Regions from separate parts of the Zea mays genome. Here regions 1 and 3 are each linked to region 2. The links are chromatin contacts, called in public Hi-C maps. All regions are on one chromosome and are shown on one strand. Each heading gives the region's core, a stretch centred on a gene start, on an enhancer-like site or on the middle of the called end of the contact. The rest is flanking DNA. Distances are from core to core; before and after follow the strand shown.

What was found. Hi-C and Micro-C count contacts between places; a contact is called where the count stands out from the background.
Region 1: a contact with region 2 is called in a Hi-C map of tassel, with 4 times the contacts expected there. The contact joins the promoter of LOC100283852 here to the promoter of LOC100275998 in region 2. A contact is called at or near these places in 3 of 25 Hi-C or Micro-C datasets (bundle sheath, endosperm and tassel).
Region 3: a Hi-C map of tassel shows a contact between it and region 2, with 2.2 times the contacts expected there. The contact joins the promoter of LOC100282513 here to the promoter of LOC100275998 in region 2. A contact is called at or near these places in 4 of 25 Hi-C or Micro-C datasets (ear, endosperm, leaf and 1 more).

What each region holds. Positions count from the first base shown.
Region 1 is chr6:31,421,354-31,424,687 of Zm-B73-REFERENCE-NAM-5.0, reverse strand. LOC100283852 (VTC2) reads left to right here and starts at 2,062. Exons shown (of 6, transcript NM_001156750.2): 1 at 2,062-2,691. The coding sequence starts at 2,574.
Region 2 is chr6:30,541,135-30,544,703 of Zm-B73-REFERENCE-NAM-5.0, reverse strand. LOC100275998 reads right to left here and starts at 1,451. Exons shown (of 2, transcript NM_001149896.1): 1 at 1,079-1,451. The coding sequence starts at 1,390.
Region 3 is chr6:29,945,996-29,949,153 of Zm-B73-REFERENCE-NAM-5.0, reverse strand. LOC100282513 (40S ribosomal protein S29-like) reads left to right here and starts at 1,477. Exons shown (of 3, transcript NM_001159462.2): 1 at 1,477-1,580; 2 at 1,985-2,084; 3 at 2,705-2,929. The coding sequence starts at 1,519. The coding sequence ends at 2,713. LOC103630926 (a long non-coding RNA gene) reads right to left here and starts at 1,268. Exons shown (of 4, transcript XR_002262999.2): 1 at 1,160-1,268; 2 at 805-1,035.

The DNA of each region.
Region 1 (3,334 bases), core at 813-3,312, 880 kb before region 2:
AATGTATACTGTCAAAGTATGGGACATTTGTTGGAAAATGCTATGACAGTGGAAGCTTGTTACGCTTATCTTTGCATGATGTGTGTAATAAGTCTGTGAACAATGCTATTTTGAACGAGTCGTATATTTGGCATTTACGTCTTTGTCACATTAATTTTGGTTGTGTGTCACGGTCAACAAATTTAAATTTAATCCTGAAATTTGATTTAGTCAAAGGTTCTAAGTGCCCCTTCCCTTGGGCTTGACTGGTCAGCCCGCCTTCCCTCCCCAGTCGCTAACCTCCCTGGCTCGCTTGTCAGCGCTCGCTCGCGCCTCCCACGCGCTCGCGCTCGCGCTCAGATCTAATCTCGATCGTTGATCTATGATCGAGAAGTTAGAAGAGTTAAGAGAAGGGTTGTCAGCTAGCGTACTGGTGGGGCACTAGTGGCTCACCGGACAGTTTGATGCACCAAGTCTGGATGGTCCGGTGCGCCACATTTAGAAGCTCCAATAACTACCTCTAAGGGCTAGTACACGTGGCTTGACCGGTGCACCACTGGACAGTCCGTGCATCTGTCCGGTGCGCCGCATAAAGATCTAGAATTGTTTTCTAACAGATAGTTTTTGTTGAGGCTCTAAAAATACCACATCACCCGACCATTTGGAGGTGTGGGAGCCCAAGCAACATATCAAGGAAGTCCATACACACTTGCAAGTGCTCCAACACCCAAGTGTTTAATAGAATCACTCGGTGATTAATGTAGGTGCTTTGCGAAGTGCTTAGGTTCGTTAAACTGTATTAGCGCTTGCTCTATATTTGTTCCTAGTTGTGTGAGTGAGATTAGACAACCCACAAACTCCTCGGCTCTTGCGCGAGCCGTTGTAATATTGTACTGAGTGGGGTGAGAGTCTTGCGAGACTGTATCAACCGTGTTTGTGATACGTCCGCCACCGTGTACCAGAGGGAATGAGGCCGCAACGTTTATCCCGAAAGCTCGATAGTGAAGACGACGTGGAGCGTCCGAGAGGAGTCGGAAGCGAAGCACCACTTGCGCGCGGAGAAGACACGTGGCTCTCTATGAACTTACTCGTCCGTGGTGCTTGGCCCTCACGTGGGTTACCCTTTGCGTAGGGACATTAACGAGGATTAGTTAAGACCTTGCGTGGTTCCGAATACCTCGGTAAAAATACCAGCGTTGTACACGAGAGTTTACATCCCTACATTTATTTTTTAACTTTCAAGTCCTAATTCACCACCTCTCTTGAGCGTCTCAATTCCTTTCAAACAAAAAGAAACCATTCACTCTGTACCTCTTATCACATCGAGGACATGGACTCCTGTAGAAGAGATCAACCAACACGATAGAGGACTGGGCCCTAAATTAGCATAGCACTTCCTCTACATCTCCCTCGGCTCATTCTGATTGTAAGAACACCCTCAATCGAGCATTTCTAGCACAAAAAACACAAAATTATTAGATATATGGCTCAAAGGACCGAAACAGGATAAATTGCTCGTGTGTTTGAGTGTTTTATGGTGCTCAAATCACTGGAGGTGCACATGCCGAGCCACGTCGAACAACCTTATGCTTCGTGGTTATGAACACACGTCAACAAAATTAGTATAATAAAATTAAATAATTGATCACTAGTTATAGAGAGAAAACTTTTAATATATTTATGATACCTGTTTTGTATGTTGATAGATAAAAAAACTGCAAAAAACAAATATACATATATATATATATTAATATTAAAATGGATATGAAGGGGAATATATTTTTAATAAAATTTTAGCGGATAAGAAAAACATGATAACTTAAATATCTATTTATATTTTCGCCTCTGTGCTCGTGGTCCCCAGCATGGGAAACGTGAACCACCCGACCGGAGACAAGAAAAAACTGAACACAGCGAGTATTGCGTATATAATAAATAAAAAGAAAAGAAAAAGAAATACCGTGGCGCAGAGAGGAGAGAGAGAATCGGGTATCGTCCGTGTCCGTCCAGATCCACCACACAGCAGCGCACCAGCCAGCCACAGCCACACCACAAATCCGCCACCGCAATCGCCTCCCCCTATTTAATGCCATCCCGCTTCCTCCGTTCTTCCCAAACCAAACCCAGCTCAGGCACAACCCCAACGCACCGCCGCCGCTCGCCTGGCCTCACCTCGCCGGAGAAGAGTTATAAGACAGGAGAACCCCGTCCCCGGGGCGCAGGCCTCGGCAGCTTCCGTGACCACCGCCCAATCCTGCCACAGCTGCCCTCCCTCCTCCCCTCTGGGCGTGGCCGAGTTGTAGGCATCACGGCTAGCGTTGCAGCCCCCCGGCGCGGCCCCGCAGCTGCGCAGGTGGAGCCCACGGGCACCATCGCCTCCGCTGTCGCGTCCAGCCCCGCTCCGCACGGCGGCCGCGGGGCGCTGCCCTCGGCCGGAGGAAGCCCGTCCGATCTCCTCTTCCTCGCCGGCGGCGGTCGCCTCTGAGCCGTTCCTGTCTCTCACCTTCTTCCTTTCCTAGCAATTAGTCCCTTCTGCTAACCCCCCCGGACCCCGACGAGTTCTCACCCCGAGAGTAACTGACCGACCTACCGGCATGGAGATGAAGCTGACCATCAGGAGGGTGCCCACCGTCGTCTCCAACTACCAGGAGGACGCCGACAAGCCGCGCGCGGGCTGCGGGAGGAACTGCCTCGGCGACTGCTGCCTGCCTGGTGAGCCACCTACCCCCCTAGGCAATTCCCTATTGACGGTCAATCTGACGTCGTTTCCGTCGACAATCCGGTTGAAAATCTTGGGAATATTAACAACTTATTAGTATTTGCATTGGATCCTGTCCCATTTTAAATTGTGCCCCGAAGCCTTGTGCACGATTCGTTTAGAAAATTCTCGGAATTTCTACAGCAAAAGGTGTCGTTTGTGCTCCACAAAGTTGGGGGCCTTTGCAAACTGAACAGCCGAAACAGAGTGTTCAGTTTTTTTTTATCTGCACTATTTTGGTTCATGCCTCCGGTTAAAAATTGTTACCATCAGCGGTTTTCGGGTAACAATTAGCTGTTATCCGCCTCGAATTGAGTTGGGTTAAATAAGGATATAATAAACAGATATCTTATGCAACTGTGGATATTTATAATAACTTTTCAGTCTGAACCCCAGGCCATTATAACTAACGCAAGCAAAAACATAGAGCCTTTTGTATTATTATTATGTGCATACTGTATGCCTCACTGGAAATATGGTTTCTTTTTTGACTTGGTGGAAACCTCACTAAGACATCAGCAAATTAGTATTGTACTTGCTTCACTGGACATGGAAGTAGCAAATTACTCTGCACTTTTATTGGATTAACATTTGCAT
Region 2 (3,569 bases), core at 202-2,701:
GACGGTCCGCGGTGGCGGCGCGGACGGTCCGCGCGCGCGCAGAGTCAGTTAGGGTTCCTAGTTTCTCGCGGGATTTGTTACCTAAAACCGCGGGATTAACTCGGGAAACAGTTGGAAACGGATCCAGACCTCCCCCTTTATATAGATGAAGGGCTACGGCCGATTGAACCCCCCAACAATCGATCAAATCAAGTCTATTACTCGTATTTACTTTACGCATTAGGAGTAGTTCTAGTCTAGTTCTAGTTTAGCCCTAGTTTAGCCTTCCAATCCCCAAATTCTCCGCCTCTCTTCGACTCCACGTCGATTAGAGGAGTCTAGGTCGGTCTGTCCGAGCCTAGACACCACCTAGGATCTCTCCTCCCCGACGGGGTCCCTCCCGGGAGCGAGATTCAGGCGCCGCCGGTGACCTTCGCCGCCCCCTGCGCACGCGCGGACCGTCCGGCCCTAGGGCGCGGACCGTCCGGCCGTCAGGCAGGGAACCTTTGCCCCTGCGCCAGGTCGCGGACCGTCCGGCCCTGTGCCGCGGACCGTCCGCGCCTGACCAGAGAGCACCGCCGCCGGTTCTTGTTGAGTGTTTGGCGCTCCGAAAAGGCGTCAACAGAAAACAACCAAACTGCGACACAATTGTCAGACCCAGATAACTTCAGCTACCGATCGGACTCAATCAAATCAGAGAACCGAACACATTGCAGCCACAATATTGATAACCAAGACGCACTAAGGGGCTGTTTGGTTCTATAACTATGGTGCCAAAAATTATCACACAACTTTATGACACACTTGCCTAAGATGTCTGAGGTTAGGCGCTCAAATTCTACGTCAAAGTTTGCCACGCCTAAGAGAATCTTACACGAGTGACACCTACGTAGCAGGAGAAAAATCTTGCCACAACTGTGGCTTCAAACCAAACACATGCCTAACTTGGTCAAACTTACTTAACCTTAAGGCGTGGCAAACTGTGGCATGTGGCAAGTAAGGAACAGCCCCTAAATCTTAATAGCACAGTCACGTTTCTGCACACACTAGGAGCACGAAAGCACCTACAGCGATAGATAGCGAGGGGCGGGGATCGAACCTGGAGGTTGTTGCCCTTGATGTGCGCCCATACCAGCTTGATGGCCTCAGTCCGGGGCAGCTCCGCCGCGCCGCCGACGAACTCCCGCAGCTCTGTAGAGATGGGCTTCGGCTTGGTGATCCCGCTCGCCGGCTTCTTCTTCCCCGCCGCCTTCTTCCCCTCTTTCCCTACCCCCTCGGCCGTTGCCTCCGCCCGCACAGCCACGGCGCCCCTAGCCCTCATCCGCACCGACACCACAGACACAGCCAAGGGCGCCCGCCGGAGTGCGACGGGGCACGCAAGGAGCTCGCCGGAGCGGATGGCCACCGACATCGCCGGGGGGCTCGCGCAGCTAGGGTTTATCCGTGTGGTTCTGGGGATAAGGTTTCGCGGTGGCCATGGGCGACCGAGGTCGCCGGGTAGTAGGCCGGCCGGGGACGTACCTGCCGTCGGATGGAGGAGTGGCGGATCGGGCGGCCGAGATCTCCGCAATCGCGTGCGTTTGAAAACCTTATCCGCCTTTCGACGTGGGAGACAACGGTAGGTAGTGTGGAAATAGAATACGGGCTATATCTGATAATAATTTTATTTTAATTAAATTCGAATTTGAATATATGCACTGTCAATTTTATGAGATATGATATAAATGAATAGGGACAATTTTGATTATGGCCTTAGTTGGCCAGCAATTATGATTTTACCTCATATTTTTCAACTTTATATTTTTATCCCTCCATTTTAAAAACAAAATTATCGTTTACCCCTTCCCCTCAGGGTCGTTAATGAAAAATAGAATTAGTAATTAAAAACAAAAAATGTGAAAAAAGTGGGTGAAAGGTCCAAACTACCTTCCTATTCTGTATGTCGCAACTCTAATAAGGTAAAATCACAATTACATACTCTGACGAGAGGTAAAATCGCAATAAATTGCATGGATATTTTTATCTTTTCACATAAAATTTAATATCGTTAACCGCACATAACGATGCAAAGATATGGCAGAGCTACGTTTTCCAAACGAAGGGTAAAATCATAATCGCTAGACTAGATAGGGTATATACGTGAGCTAAATACTCAACCTATGAGTCTTTTATTGGGTAAAAATCTTTACCAAATAGGTAAACTGATATTAGAACGTTCTATCCTCACCTATCGTTATTTGGACCATTGTAACACCAAAAAACCCATCAACTAAAAATAATAAAATTAGTAAAATATGGTAATCATAATTTTTTAGTGATTAATTATTTATTTGCATTTTTGGATCAGTTTTCTTTGCATGCGCTTGATTGATTATCGCTTGATTGATTATCAGATGATTGTTATTAACTTCCTTTTAAAAAGAAATCCTAGTAATTAAATAATAATTAAGTAATATAGTAATTATTAGTCTAAAAACAAGTATTCTATTTATAAATATTTTTGGTAAATTTTTTATGAATTTTTGAGCTCTTTAAACAAGCATTTTAGAATTAAAAAAAAAACTAAACCTACAGCCGACCCACTTGGGGCCCATGCCCCAAACCCTAAACCGAGCACGCGCGCTGCTGGCTGCCAGCAGCCGCCGCCGCCTCCCTCTACTACTCCCCTTTCTCCTCTATTCTCTCTCTCCCCTAATCTCTCTCTCCCTCGCCGCTCCTCTCTCCTCTCTCTGCTTCTCTCTTACGCGCGCACACCAGCGCCCCGCCGCCGAGCCGCGGCACCGCGCGAGCTCCGCCCTACGCGCCGCACGCGCTCCCTGGCCATGCCGCGCGAGCCACACCGGCCCCTGCACACTGCCCCGCGCGCGATGTCGCCCTGCACAGCAGCCGAACGCCCGACGCCGCGGTCGAGCGAGCACCCGAGCCGACGCCCGCGCGCGAGCAGCGCGCTGTCCACCCGCGTGACCGTGTGACCGTTTCTTGCGTTATGGACTTCATTTCTTCCGTTTCTCCTCCCCCATTCCTCACACCATTGATGCCTTGAAGAAACTGATGTACTGATGGCCATTGAAGACCCGTTACTCTCTCTGGCAGACTATTCTTCTTCCCTCCCTCTCTCTATAAAAGGCAGCAGAGCCTCCCCATTCTCCCCTACTTGAGTTTGTCTCTCTCTCTCTAGCACTCCTCGCTCATCGCTAGTGCCGTTGCCGTTCGTCGCCGGAGTTCACCGGAGCCACAGTTCGTCGCCGGAGCCACGCACTCGCCGTCCGTAGTCGAGCCTTGCTCTCCACCCGGCCGAACCCCGTCGAACTCTTTCCGTCGCACGCGCGAACTTAAGGTTGATGACGACCGAAATTATTTTGTGTATTTTACAAAAGTACTTGTTGATTTGATTCATGAGTTGTATATTTTGTTTGTTGTAATATGAACACATGTGACTCGCAATTTATGTGTATGTGCATTATGGAATTTTGGTAGATTCATGCGATTATTCGTACACCGTTATATTTCATGTTAGTCGTGGCGTTGATTTTTGGATTAGAAAAATATGGCATAGATTTAGTAGTCACATGTTGGTGATAAAAACAATA
Region 3 (3,158 bases), core at 228-2,727, 600 kb after region 2:
GAAAGCATTGCAAGAGAAGAATATGAACCCTCTTCAGCAACCTCTTGACAGGTTTATTGGTTCTCAATCAAGACTTAGTTATTAATATCAACTCAAACTGACCATTAGTGAGCAAGGCAATTAATCAGCAGAAGGATAACCTAAAGCAAAGTCGCCATCACCAATCCCTTAGGTTATCTCCAGCAACTTACCCATCCCCATATCCATACTCCGCTCTGCGAACAGTGCAGTCTATGGTGCAAAGCAGTGTTTTTTGGGTTACCATATAGGTGAACTGCTGAAAACGGTCTTAGTGACACAAAGTGCATTCCCATGAATGGAGCAAGTAATGCAGATTCTCTCACTGAAAGCATTGCAAGAGCTATGCAGAGGCTAAGCTATCCTGCTATCAATCTTGCAATTCGCAGAGCAATGCAATGAACACCAGTCCGAGCAGTGCACAGTTAATGGCTCGCCCCAGGTAGATCAACATCCAATCCCAGTGAATCACTGATCAACCCAATCGTGAAGACCTAAATTACCTAATGATTTTTATGAACATAACTGAACTACAATTTGTATCAGTTGATAACATAATACTTTTGGTTGAACCAAAGAAACAATCGATAGATTCTGAACATGCAATTGTGTGGCCACAACATTTTCAGTGACAATCCACAATCAGTAATCACCTTGTCAGCAACTAAAAAAACTTTGTTCTTCTACATGTTAAACTGATCATCTCAGTGTTGTTCCGGAAAATTGAACTGCGGGGAATTCCAAAGAATCTACAGAGAATTCGAGCAGGAAGGAGGTGCCCCGAACCTGGAGCACGGAGAGTCGGGCGGAGGCACGCGAGCAAGGTCATCAGCAATTCAGCACCAGCGGGCGGCATGGTGCCGAGGTGCGGGCAGCTGGTCCGCGCCTCTACCCACCCCGCCGCCGCGCCGTAAAGGTCACCCAAATCCAGTTTTCCGTCGGCCACCTCGACCCCGTCCTCATGTTGTTGGCTCCTTGGCTCCTCCCGTCGGCGCCGTCCTCCTCCCTCTCCTTCCCCTGGCAGAAACGCACGGACGCGACCGAGCGGATGTTAAAGAGAGAGAAAAAAGCAGCTACAACCTGGAGTGTGAGGTGTGCAGCGCTACGCGGAACGTTCGCACCATTTGGGACCACAACGTACCCTCACCGGCGACGGAGGACATCGTCGGAGACGAGGTGGAGGCGGTCGAAGGCAACAGCCAACAGGAGACGAATCAGAATCAACCAACGGAGCCGTCGAGCCTGGGGAGTGGGGAGAGACTTGGACTAAACCGCAGACACATATGGCCCATGTGGCCCAGAAGGTTCATTTCAGCCCAATTACAGGACTATGGAACTACGGGCCATTTGGCCCAATCGGGTCTGCTCCTGGCTTAGGGTTTCGCTCGCTGCGTCAGCTATATATTCCGCTTCTCCCAACGGCGCCGCTACTCAGTGCTCACCGAACTCCATCTATCTCTTCCCCACGAACGCTTGCGGCGGCGGCGGAATTAGGAGGCGATGGGGCACTCCAACGTCTGGAACTCGCACCCCAAGAACTACGGGCCCGGATCCCGCGTCTGGTACGTGTGTTCCATTTACCGGCACATATTTTTTTTGATGCGTTTAATCGAATTTATAGATGTAGGAGTTTCTTTTTATTTTTTGCTCTGTGTGGATTTAGGTTCCTCCGTCGATCGGTGATAGTTATGGACTAGATTTTGGATCGATGTGATTCGAGTTTGTGTAGTGTATTCGAGGGTTCCTTAGTTACGTTAATTGATTATTGCGGTTTACTATAGCCAATTTTATGGATCGTTTGCCCAGGTTACAGACAGTTTGATTCTGGACTTGTCTGTGTTCATTGTTGTCATGTATGGCACACAAGTATAAGTTCCAACAATTCAGCTAAGCACTATTATTTAGTCTGCAGTGGTATGCTCCTTATTGTGGCGTTGTACTTAGCGGAACTTGTTCACTTTGACAGCCGTGTCTGTGCGAACCCTCATGGACTGATCAGGAAGTACGGGCTGATGTGCTGCAGGCAGTGCTTCCGCAGCAATGCCAAGGACATTGGCTTCATCAAGGTATGCAATATAAGCTTCAAACTCCTGTGTGAATGATGCTTAGCATCATTAATGCTTTATGATTTTGTATTGGATATTTAGTCTGAAAAGTTGCTATCAAAAAACACGACAAGAAAAAAGTGAAAGACCGATAAATCCATTAGTTAATATTTGTGAAATAGCTCCATTTAGACACTATTCTGCTTTTAGTTAGCCTCCATCGTAAACATGGAAAAGGCTCCAAGATTCTATGATGTAAAGTGTCTGATACTTATCTGTTGTTTTATCATCTTTAATTCTTTAATGAATTAGTTACTGCCAGCTTTTAGGCGACATCTTGCAGTTTAGGGCATTCCTATGTATTTAGACTGTTTCTTTGGCACTTTGTTCCCTTTCTTGCAAGTGCAGCTGTGGTATTTTGTTGAAACATGCCCTACACTTTGCTGGTAGTCTTTTTTTATTCAAAGAATGAATTGTGGTTACATGTTTTTCATGTTGACATGAAAACATTAATGTATGGCTATGGCACATAAAGTGCCTACAATTATTTTGCTGCCCATGGCAATATTTTTGAAATTTCTCCAATTTGGTTGACTTACTATTGCTCTTTAACCAATGCAATGCCTATATTTTTGTTGCAGTACCGCTGAAATCAGGTGGGAATGGACCATGTGGTAGAGGCGAGGCTGTAGTTTTATTTCCAGTAATTTAGATGTTTTGTTCAGAAGTCTGCTAGTAAAGACTGCTACGTTTATGATGAAGAACTTAGCCATGTTGGTCATATTGATCATGAGTTACCTATGTTGAGCTTAAACTATCTTGTGTCCAACCATCGCTGGGTAGTATGATTACTGTAATGTAGGGTGGTTAAGGTCGCAAACTAATACTTATATTGCATGTGTCGAAGATCCATTCCAATTGTACTTCTAGCGCACTATTTGTGAAATGTTGCTGGGCCTGTACGGCATTGACATTAGGTATCACACCAAAGGATTAATCTGTTCCATTGAACAATCCTGCCCTGCATTGTTATCCGATGGATGCTGAATAGGAGTCGGTCTTCTAGACATTCGAATTGTAGGCCAAATTTAATAT